2 separate regions of the Mus musculus genome follow, and region 2 is linked to region 1. Evidence: chromatin contacts called from public promoter capture Hi-C data. All regions are on one chromosome and are shown on one strand. The core of a region is the stretch at or near the end of the contact, and the rest is flanking DNA. Distances in the headings are between cores, read along the strand shown. Region 1 holds the start of Scrib (scribbled planar cell polarity). Region 2 holds the start of Slc39a4 (solute carrier family 39 (zinc transporter), member 4).

Region 1 (4,827 bases), core at 2,070-4,569:
TGCTAACTGGATGAATGGGTATCTGATCTTGGCCTTCGCTTACTGCACCTGCCCTCTTTGGACACCTCTAACCTGGGTTAAGTCAGATCCTAGCCCAAGCCCCTCTTTGGCACCTCACAAGGTCACTGATGATTGGCACACTGACCGATGCCCTCTGGCAGCCGCTGAAGCAAGTTCTGGGAAAGCAGCAGATCCGTGAGCAGTGCCAGCCCACCCAACTCCACAGGCAGCTCCTCCAGCCTGTTCTCTGACACATCCAGGCACACCAGCCGCCGCAGATTGCCTAGCTCCTGCAGACAGACAAAAGGTCAAAGGGCAGCAGGTAGGGGATAAAGCCAGTCCCACCCTCACTTACCGGGGGCAGCGCTGACAGTTGGTTTCGGTCTAACCATAGCTCCCGAAGGTTAGGCAGAGCCCCCAGGGTGTCAGGCTGCAAGAATGGACAAAGACAGGAGAAAGCAGTGTGACACCCAGGAGCAGCAGCTGCCCCACAGCACACCCTTGCTTCCCCAGGCAGCCCTCACTGCACCAGCACTTCCAGGTCGTTGCCTCCCAGATCCAGCTGTTCCAGCTTCACCAGGAAAGACAGGGACCTGTACAGAAGACAACATCTGCATGTGGCCACTCAGGCCACGCCCCAGGGTAGCTCTACCTCTGCTGGGTGGAGGCCCCAAACTTACGCAGGGAGAGATTTAAGCAGGTTCTCCCGGAGTTCCAGGGTCACCAGATTGGCCAGGCTGAAAGAGACCAAGGACCAGGGCTGAGGAAGGCAGAACCAAGACAAGCACTGCCTATACCCAGATCCACTCATCAAGGGGCACTCACTTGCCCACATCTCCAGGCAGTGCCTGCAGGGACACGTCATTCAGGGCCAGGTGAGCCAGGCTGCGTAGCTGTGTGAAGCCATCCGGAAGTCTGGAGAAACAAAGCAACACAGGCCTCAGATACGCATGGAAGAGCTCTAGACCCTGCCGTGGCCAAGAGCCAACCCGCACTGTGGGCTAACACTTACCTAGACAGGGGGTTCCCACTGAAGTCTGCAATCTCCAGAGCCTTACAGAACTTTATGCTCTCAGGTATCTCAGGAATATCTGTGTTTGGAGAGGGTGCCGTGAGGATGGCACGCCTCAGGAGCTCCCAGGAGCCCCTATGCTCCCCCCTATGTTCACGGAGTGCCACCCGCCCTCCCCCCCTACCGTTCCGGGACACATCTAGCTCCACCAGCTGCATGAAGTTGGCCACTTCAGGAGGCAGCCGCTGGATCTCGTTGTCACTGAGGCCCAACTTTCTCAAGTTCAACAGTCGGAAGAAGGGCTGTGGGCAGAAGATGTGATCAGGGGAACAGGCTCTATAGCCAAAGCCCTATGGGTATGGGAGAGTTTCCAAACCAGGAGGATCATGGCCACAGGGTCCTGGACCTCTTTGTATCCCAGGTCACACAAGGTTCTGCGGCTCTAGCCATGATACCCAGTGTGCTGAAAAACCAGACAAAGAAGCCTGCAAAACACACCCCTGCCCACCTGATGCCTGGTCTCCCTTGTGTCATTTGTCACATGTACCACTGCTGTTCTGCAATGATACTCTGCAACTGCTGAGGGGGACTCTCCTAAGATACTGTCAGACCTACGCTCTCATTTCTCGGTGGAAAGCCCACCTCTCACTATTACCCAGATGTCACCCAGATAACATGCCCCAGGCAAGACATCAGCAGCTCCCAAATGGATAGCCCCTGCCCTCTGCCCTATGGGTCAGTCACTCTCAGTATCCTACCTACTATCCAAACTACCTCTTCTAAAGGAGTTTGGAGCTCTTCAGGAACCCCAACAATGAACAGCAAGAGCTTAACAAAGAGAGAACAACAATAAAAACACCAGAGAGCACTGGGGTGGGTTGTGGGTGGTGCACATCTTTAGTACCCACAGAGGCAGGTGGATCTCTGAGTTCTAGGACAGCCAGAATGAATTCCAGGATAACCAGGGTTACGAAGGGGAAACCCTGTCTCAAGAAACAGAACAAAAAAAAAAAAGCAATAACAACAACAGGCACCAGAGAGAAACACAAGTGCAAAATGTCCAAGATTCACACACGGATACCATAAAGGTCTATGAAGAACACCCGCAACGCCACCAGCCGGCAAGAATATCAGACCACTGAGTCCCCTATCTCAGAAAAGTAAGTCCTACATAACCTGCCTCCTTTGGCCTTCCTTCTAGTGTGGCCTCAGAACAACAACAACAAAAAAAACCCCAAACAAACCCGACAGGAAGGAACACAGACAGTGAAAGGTGGGCTCTCCGCTGAGCGATGACAGAATAGATCTGACACTGCAAGTATCTTAGGAGAGTCCCACTCAGCACTGCAAACCTCTCCTCCCAAAACGAAGGCAGAACACAGTGCAAGAAAACCAACTTCCTACCCTTAAAGTAGCCCAACTAGCTTTAACAGTTGCTAACCCGGGTCGGTCTCGCACCCTGGACCCATCCTCCTCCTGTGCTCTCATGGGCTTCTCTGTTGGCTCCCCTTTTAGGTTCAGTATCTACTTAGTCCCCAGACAGGTTGCCACCAGGTGCCAACACCGGCGGCTGGAGGAGGGTGGGGCTGGCTGGGGCGGGGCTCTGACCAGTAGGAACCTGCAGGGCCGGCTGGAGGTTGCGGTGCCCAGCTCGGGCAGCGCCTGCTGAGATCTCGCTCCAGCCGGCTGCCCCAGAAGTCATACACCACCCCGAGAACTGAGCGCGGGGCAGCAGGTGCGGCGGCCGCTCACCTTAGGTAGCTCGCGCAGCTGGTTGGCGTCGAGGAGCAGCTCCTCGAGGCTACGACTGTAGCGGTAAATCTCCTCTGGCACAACCTGCAGCGAGCAGTGCCGCTTATCCACCGACTCCACGTGCCGGTTACAACGCCAGAGCGGGATGCACTTCAGCATGATGCGGGCGGGCAGTGAGCGCGGGCTCGGGAGGCGCTCGGCGGGCTCGGGCCGGGGGGCGGGGCTCGGCCCGCATGAGCGCCGAGCGCGGGCGGAGCGGCGCGCGCGGGGGTGGGGCGGGCAGCCGGGTCCCGGACTGTGGCCGGGGTCGGCGCTCGGCTCGGCCCGCGTTCAATACGAGCTGTAGGCTCCGACGGCGGCACACAGCTGGCAGCACGGCCTGACCCGGCAGCGCTTTCTTAGGCGCTGGGGGCGCGGCGGCGGCTCCGCATCCCGCCCGGCCTGCTCACCTAGCAGCTCATCCGCCCGCAGCACCGCAGCCGGAACCGCCGCCGCTGCCCGCGACAACCGCCCAGCCGCGCAGCCCGCCGGGAAGCCTAGGCCCGCCCTCTCTGCTCAAAACTACAGCTCCCAAAGGGCCACGCGGCGTGGCGTCTCCGACGACCCGTAGCGGTCTCGCGCGGGGCATGTCGGGATTTCCGGCCTCGCTCTGGCGTAACCCATACTAGCAGGTGTAACAACTCAGATGCCCGCCCGCCCACAAAATGCTCTCTTGGTCCTGGATCCTACAGATCTCAGGGCCAGACAGCTCTCAGAGCTATCCACGTGAGCAAGGCTGCAAGCCAGCACTCCCCACAAAGGAAGATAAAGCAAGGCCTGTCCACCCCGGTCCCTCCTGTTCACCCCTGCACAGCAGGCTGAACGCCCTCCTTGTCCCTGGTGCCTTGGAACCCTGATAAGACATTCCACACACAACCAGCTTGGGTCACAGGACCAATTTCAGACACAGGGACTTCAGGGCCAGTGGTATCTGCATCTTTATGTACACTACAGGGTGGGTTGGGCAGAGTGCCTGGTCCCAGGGACACACCACGGTTAACACTTTACAAAACCCAAAGGAAGGAAGGGGCAAGTGCAAGTCCAGGAAATGAGGCCAAAGTCACGCGGAGAGGTCGCTGTTATCAAAACGCTCCTGGTCATACACTTCAGCCACCACCTTGCGACCACCAAACCAGCGCCCATTGAGGGCCTGGATGGCCTTGTGAGTCTCTGAGGCCATGGAGAATTCCACAAAAATCTTGACGATGATTTCTGCATCTTCCTCTTCGCCCTGTTTTTCTTGATAGATAATGACCCGGTTCACAGCACCAAATTTGCCACACTCCTCTGTCACCTCTCCCTCCAGGTCGTCATCGATGTCCTTGGGGTCCACCATGTTTCGGAGAACCATCACTGTAGACTGTAGGAAAGACAATTGACTGCTGTGACTGTGGGAAAGACACCTGAATGCTGCGACCTATCACCCACTACTTCACATTCATACCGCCGAGAGCGGGCCTGGCACGAGCCCACCTACTTACCTCCTGTTTTCTGAGTAGCTTTTGCATGACCATGTGGCGAGCACTGCTGCCCGAGATGCTCATGTGCTCCTGCTCACTCAACATCTCTGGCCGTTCTGACTCAGGAAACAGCTCCTCCTCTTCCTTCTCCTTCTTGGGCTCCAACAGACCCAACGTTGGCGGGCTGGCGAGAATGGGGTTCACTACTCCCACAGAGGGGATGGTGACCGGAATAGGAGGGCGGGCTGGTGTCACACCTGCAGCAAAACCAACCGAGTTTAATAGCCACACATACACTCTCCTGTTTGGGAAAGAGTAAAGAGATGGTTGGCGATAGCCAGCCTGTCCTGGATTCAAGGGATTACACCGAAGTAAGTATGGGTTGGGAAGCTGAAGACAGACCCTAGAGGAGAGGGGAAAGGAATGGAAGAGAACCTGATCAACTCAGACTCACCTGTGATGACTCCAGGGGCCTGGGCAGCCATGACAGCCTGGGGTAGGGCCCCTAAGGGCTGGGCCAGTGTCAGTGCTGGGGACACTAGTCCTGGTGTGGCTAAAGTACCC
Region 2 (4,971 bases), core at 465-2,964, 550 kb after region 1:
CAAGGCAGTCAAGACCAGGCCGGCGCTTTTGGAAACCCCTGCTGCCTCAGCCTCCTCCAGCAGTTGGGGAAGATCTACACAGGTCTGTAAAAGAGATTGTCTTCAACTCTGCCCTCAGTATTGGCTTCAGGAGTCCACCTCACTGCCTGGGTCTCCCATCAACTCCCAACCTCCTCAAGTTCATTCTCTCTCTCTCTCTCTCTCTCTCTCTCTCTCTCTCTCTCTCTCTCTCTCTTTCTTTCTTTCTTTCGAGACAGGGTTTCTCTGTATAGCCCTGGCTGTCCTGAACTCACTTTGTAGACCAGGCTGGCCTTGAACTCAGAAATCCATCTGCCTCTGCCTCCCCAGTGCTGGGATTAAAGGCGTGTTCCACCACTGCCCGGCTCCAACCTCCTCAAGTTACTTCCCAGATTTCACAGAAGACATCAGCCTATGTCCCTAAACCAGCTACCTATACCATAAACCTAGGCTGCCCCAGCTAGTCACACCCTTCACTGTGGCCTATGACCTTGGCCCCAGAGCTCTCCTGACTGTCATTTCCCCCAAAGGGTTCCCCCAGACTCCCGCAGACCCCGTTCTACCAACTGTGCACAAGACTGATTCCCACCTAAGTACCTCCAATGAGGCTGCACGTGGGACATCTCCCTTGTTGGGGCAGCCTCCCTTCCATGGCACTAAGGTCCTTGTCATTATCCCCCAAAAGCTGTCTGGGCCCTCACCTTCTCCCCGGTGGGTTGGCTGGCAGCATGGGCCTCAATCTTCTGCAGTAGCTGGCTCAGACCCAGGGTCATGGCCTCTGGACTCTCCAGTGTGGCCAGGTAATCGTCCACATGGGAGGCCAAGAGGCCAGCTTGGATGTCCTTGCATGTTTTCTCTGGGTTGTTAAGGTAGAGGGCAGCAGCAGCACTAAGGTAAATAATGTGTCTGGACTCCAGGACTGATTCTGGGGCAGGCTGTGGCTTGTCAGGTTTGCCTAGAGCCAAGACATTCTCCACAGACAGACACTGTGGGCAAACAGACAGGATCTGAGCTAGACTAAGCCTACCAGGCATAGCCTACAGGCATGGATTCTATCAGCTATCTTATGTCATGTTCTGCCCCTTGTAGTTAGCTTGACTAGGAGCCTACACAAAGGGGTCCCCAGCAATTACTCCCCCATCCTGAAGGTGAGAGTGGTCACTGTGAGTCACCACAAATTTGATAGCCTGGGGGAATGGAGCTGTGTGTCCCAGGATGGAGGCCCAGGCCTGTATAAGCCCCCCAGAAACGGAAGGGAGGCTCCAGCCTGCCAGCAGGTGCAGACACCAGCCTCCAGACCCGCCTCCTGGAGTTTGCCCAGATCTCTTTAGTGCCTGCCACAGGGTGGAGCGGGCAGGAAGGGGCCGGGGCTGGGGGACCCATCGGGTGGGGGTGTTACCTTTTCACACGGCCCGTCGGTGCAGTGCACACGGGCCACCAGCGTATTTAACAGGCCGTCCAGTTCCAGGCGATCCAGAGCACCCTGGCCCAAGGCGAGCAGGCTGAGCAGGTTCCTGGGCCGGGCCACTGCCACTGTGCCCACCAGCAGAGCCAACACAAGTCCCTGTGTGACCGACTTTGGGAGCATCACGCCTCAGGCCCCCAAAAGCGTTCCTTGTAGAGGTGCTGACTTCTGGGCTAGCTGGAGACAGCTGGGACTGTCCGGGGCCAGACTGGAGCTGGGTTCAACTTGCCTTGGCCCTAGCTCCAAGACCTCTCCCAGATATTTCCTACAGGGCTCTGTGATTGGCTGCTGGGTTAGCCATTCCAGTGGCAGATCCTCCCCGAAAGCCTGGGGAGAAAGAGCTGGTGCCTCCTGGGGCTGGAGCTAAAGGTGGGTCCCTGTCCTTAGGTGGGCGGCTTGAACCTGTCACACCCTGAACTGCCAGTCAGGGCTTCCTCTGTTCCCTGAAGAGCCCAGATCACCCTCGCCTGTTACCTTGCCACTGGACCAGAAGCTAGGGGGATTAAAGGTTTGAGCGCGTAGATGTTATCAAGTCAAACATGGGCGTTCTATTTGACATTTTCAGGAGAGCTCTTAGGCTTCCCTCCACCCTTCACCAGCTGCCTCTCAGCCCAAGCAGCTTAGACAAATTCCAAATCTTGTAGCCTGGGTGAGGGTGGGGGTGCTGCTCTTGGCTCCTGAGCTAAGGCCGCTGGGTCCAATATGGGCTACAATGGGAGATTTCTGCAGGGTACTTGCTGCGTCATGCTCCCCCACCCCCAGCCCTCGGGGAAAATCCCCAGGAAATGGCTAAAGCCCCAACCTAGACAAACAGGAAACAAAGATGTGACTTTGGTCCTAGCCAACTTTTGGGGCTTGGAAGAGTTCGAGTTGAGCAGTAGGAGTTTGAGGCCCTGTTGTGAGCGCTAAAGCCTGAGCATAAGAAGAAGGAGGTAGGGCTGGGGCCCCCAGCTGTGCCCCTCCCCCATTGAGCCTTCCAGCCTTTGACCCCTGAGCCTTATCTCTATCCAGGTGGCAGGCTGAAGGAGGGGTTGGAATCTCCAGGAACTGACAATTCCCGGGTCACAAGGCATTTTGGCCTTCTGGAAGAGGGCTTTGGGTAGCCCCAGAGGCACTGTGGCCTTCTTCCACTCAAGTTCACACCAGTCCTGACCCTAGCCCTCTGGGGTGTGGCTGAGTATGAACCTAATGCCTAACGAACTCTGTCCCCTAGTATTCTGGAGGGTAGGGCAGGGTGGAGAAAGAATCTAGCTGAGTATCCTTGAGCTCACGGGTCAACTGCTTCAGACCTGTTCCGAACATACACATGTCAATGTTTCTTATGGCTAGCATCCTTGCAATGCAGCATCCTTGCTGGTCCTATGGAAGAACTATGACTGGGAACTGGGAGAGCCAACCTGAGAGCATTCCCTACATGGAGCTCTGAAGATGCCATATACCCAAACTGCCTTTCTTATTTCTTTTCATTGCTGGGCAGCTGAGAGCTAAGACTAGGTTGATTTTCTTTCCCTGTATCCCCTAGGGAGAAGTCTTTGTGTAGGCCTGGCTGTTCTGGCTTCCCTAGATCTCTCCCTCAAAGGAGGGACCTGCCTGAGCTCGGAAAGGCAGAACAGCCAGCCCTCGTGCAGCTAACACTGCCTCTCCTGCTCATTCCCAGCCAGCTCACTGCATAGGTGAGTGTGTGTGTGTGTGTGTGTGTGTGTGTGTGTGTGTGTGTGGTGTGGTGTGTGTGTGTGTGTGTAAAGAAGCTTGCCAAGGATTCACGGTGGTAGAAGGAAAAAATGCAGCTCCAGAAAGCTGTTCTTTCACCTCTATTGTATGCCGCAACAATTGTTCCCTCGGGCCAAAAAAAAAAAAAAAAAAAAAAAGTCAAATGGTGAACTTCAGCACCCGGGAACTGGAGTTACTACTTGTGAAGGTTTCGCTTGGGTAGATGAAGGTGTGGAAAGGACAATACAATGGCTGAACTCAGTGCCACTGAAATGTGGTCCAAGTGGCAACTTCTGTGTGTTATCACAGTACAAAATTAAAATAGAGCAAAACAGTGCTCCCTGGTTAGTGATTCCCTAGGACTCCTGCAAGACTTAATTCAGTGGCTACAGATAATAAGAAAAGAAGTAGAATCCAGGTATCACGGTGAATACCCCTAATCCCAGCACTCCGGAGTCAGAGGCAGGCATATTTATCTCTTTGAGTTAGAGGTCAGCCTGGTCCCTATAAGCAAGTTTGGGGCTAGGCAGATCCTATCTTAGAAAACAAAAGTGAGGTTGGTTGGAGCAGGCCTGTTCTGGGCGTGGTGGCAAACACCTGTGACTCCATCACTGGAGAAGCAGAATCAGGATTGGGTTTGAGGCCAGTGTGGGTGACATAGTGAGACCATCTCAAAAAATCCAAAGGGGCTGGAGAGATGGCTCAGCAGTTACAAGGGCTGACTCTTCTTCTAGAGGACCTGGGTTCTGAGCATCCATATAATAGCTCAAAACTACCTGTTGGAGGCAAAGGCAGGCGGATTTCTGAGTTCAAGGCCAGCCTGGTCTACAGAGTGAGTTCCAGGACAGCCGGGGCTACACAGAAAAACCCTGTCTCGAAGAAAAAAAAAACCTACCTGTAACTATAATTTCAGGGGATCCAAGGCCTTCTCTGGTTTCTATGTCACCAATCATGCGTGTGGTAGGCAGATAGATATACATGGAGGCAAAATATTCATATGCATGATTTTTTTTTTACAGTTTCTTTTGTTTTGTTTTGTTTTTCTTTTTTTTTTTTTTTTTTGTTTTTTTTTTTTTTGTTTTTTTTTGTTTTGTTTTGTTTTTCGAGACAGGGAGACAGGGTTTCTCTGTATAGCCTTGGCTTCCTGGAACTCACTCGTGTAGACCAGGCTGGCCTTGAACTCAGAAATCTGCCTGCCTCTGCCTCCCAAGTGCTGGGATTAAAGGCATGCGCCACCACTGCCTGGACCATATGCATGATTTAAAAAAAAAAACAAAAATAAGCAAGAGCTTTGAAGGTCGCTCAGTGGCAAAGCGTTTGTCTAGCAACCCGCACAGGCCTTGGGTTGAGTAACCTTGTAGGGTTGAATGTCGCATGACAGAGTCATGGTGTCTAACTCAGCACAGGACAGCAGGGGAGGTGCTCTGGACTGAATTCACAGAGCCTGTCAACTGCCTAGAGCTCTCAGGGGCTGCTAGGAAGGTGTTCCCAGTAGGCAAGGAGGCAGCCACGTAGGTTGCCAGATGCCAGCCATTCCAGTGGCTGTGAGGACTCACCTGGTCCCTATAGTCCTTGAGGCTTGTTTAGGAGGCATGTGAAAGGCTTTAGAACTCTCTCGGAATCCGGCCCACCCACAATGGGCGTGCCTCCAAGAAGCAGAGCCCTCTGTGTCATCCTGAGGACTTCCTCAGACCTTCATGTATGCTATTGTAGAGTTCTGTTCAACTTGTCTTTCCAGCCACCATACCCCGTACAGTCAATGACTTGCGTGAAAACTC

The links. Capture Hi-C pulls out chosen DNA fragments and counts their contacts.
Region 2: a contact with region 1 is called in a promoter capture Hi-C map of adipose tissue. The contact joins the promoter of Slc39a4 here to the promoter of Scrib in region 1. A contact is called at or near these places in 2 of 39 promoter capture datasets (erythroid cells and liver), 2 of 115 datasets of contacts at active chromatin or transcription factors (bone marrow-derived macrophages and pancreatic cancer cells) and 2 of 9 other capture datasets (adipose tissue and liver).

What each region holds. Positions count from the first base shown.
Region 1 is chr15:76,066,465-76,071,291 of GRCm38.p6, forward strand. It overlaps Scrib (scribbled planar cell polarity), which reads right to left and starts at 3,320. Exons shown (of 36, transcript NM_001310543.1): 1 at 2,765-3,320; 2 at 1,197-1,314; 3 at 1,013-1,091; 4 at 826-915; 5 at 681-737; 6 at 530-593; 7 at 356-430; 8 at 146-290. The coding sequence starts at 2,923. It overlaps Puf60 (poly-U binding splicing factor 60), which reads right to left. Exons shown (of 12, transcript NM_028364.2): 10 at 4,718-4,827; 11 at 4,285-4,520; 12 at 3,718-4,163. The coding sequence ends at 3,864.
Region 2 is chr15:76,615,156-76,620,126 of GRCm38.p6, forward strand. Slc39a4 (solute carrier family 39 (zinc transporter), member 4) reads right to left here and starts at 1,715. Exons shown (of 12, transcript NM_028064.3): 1 at 1,418-1,715; 2 at 720-1,004; 3 at 1-84. The coding sequence starts at 1,606.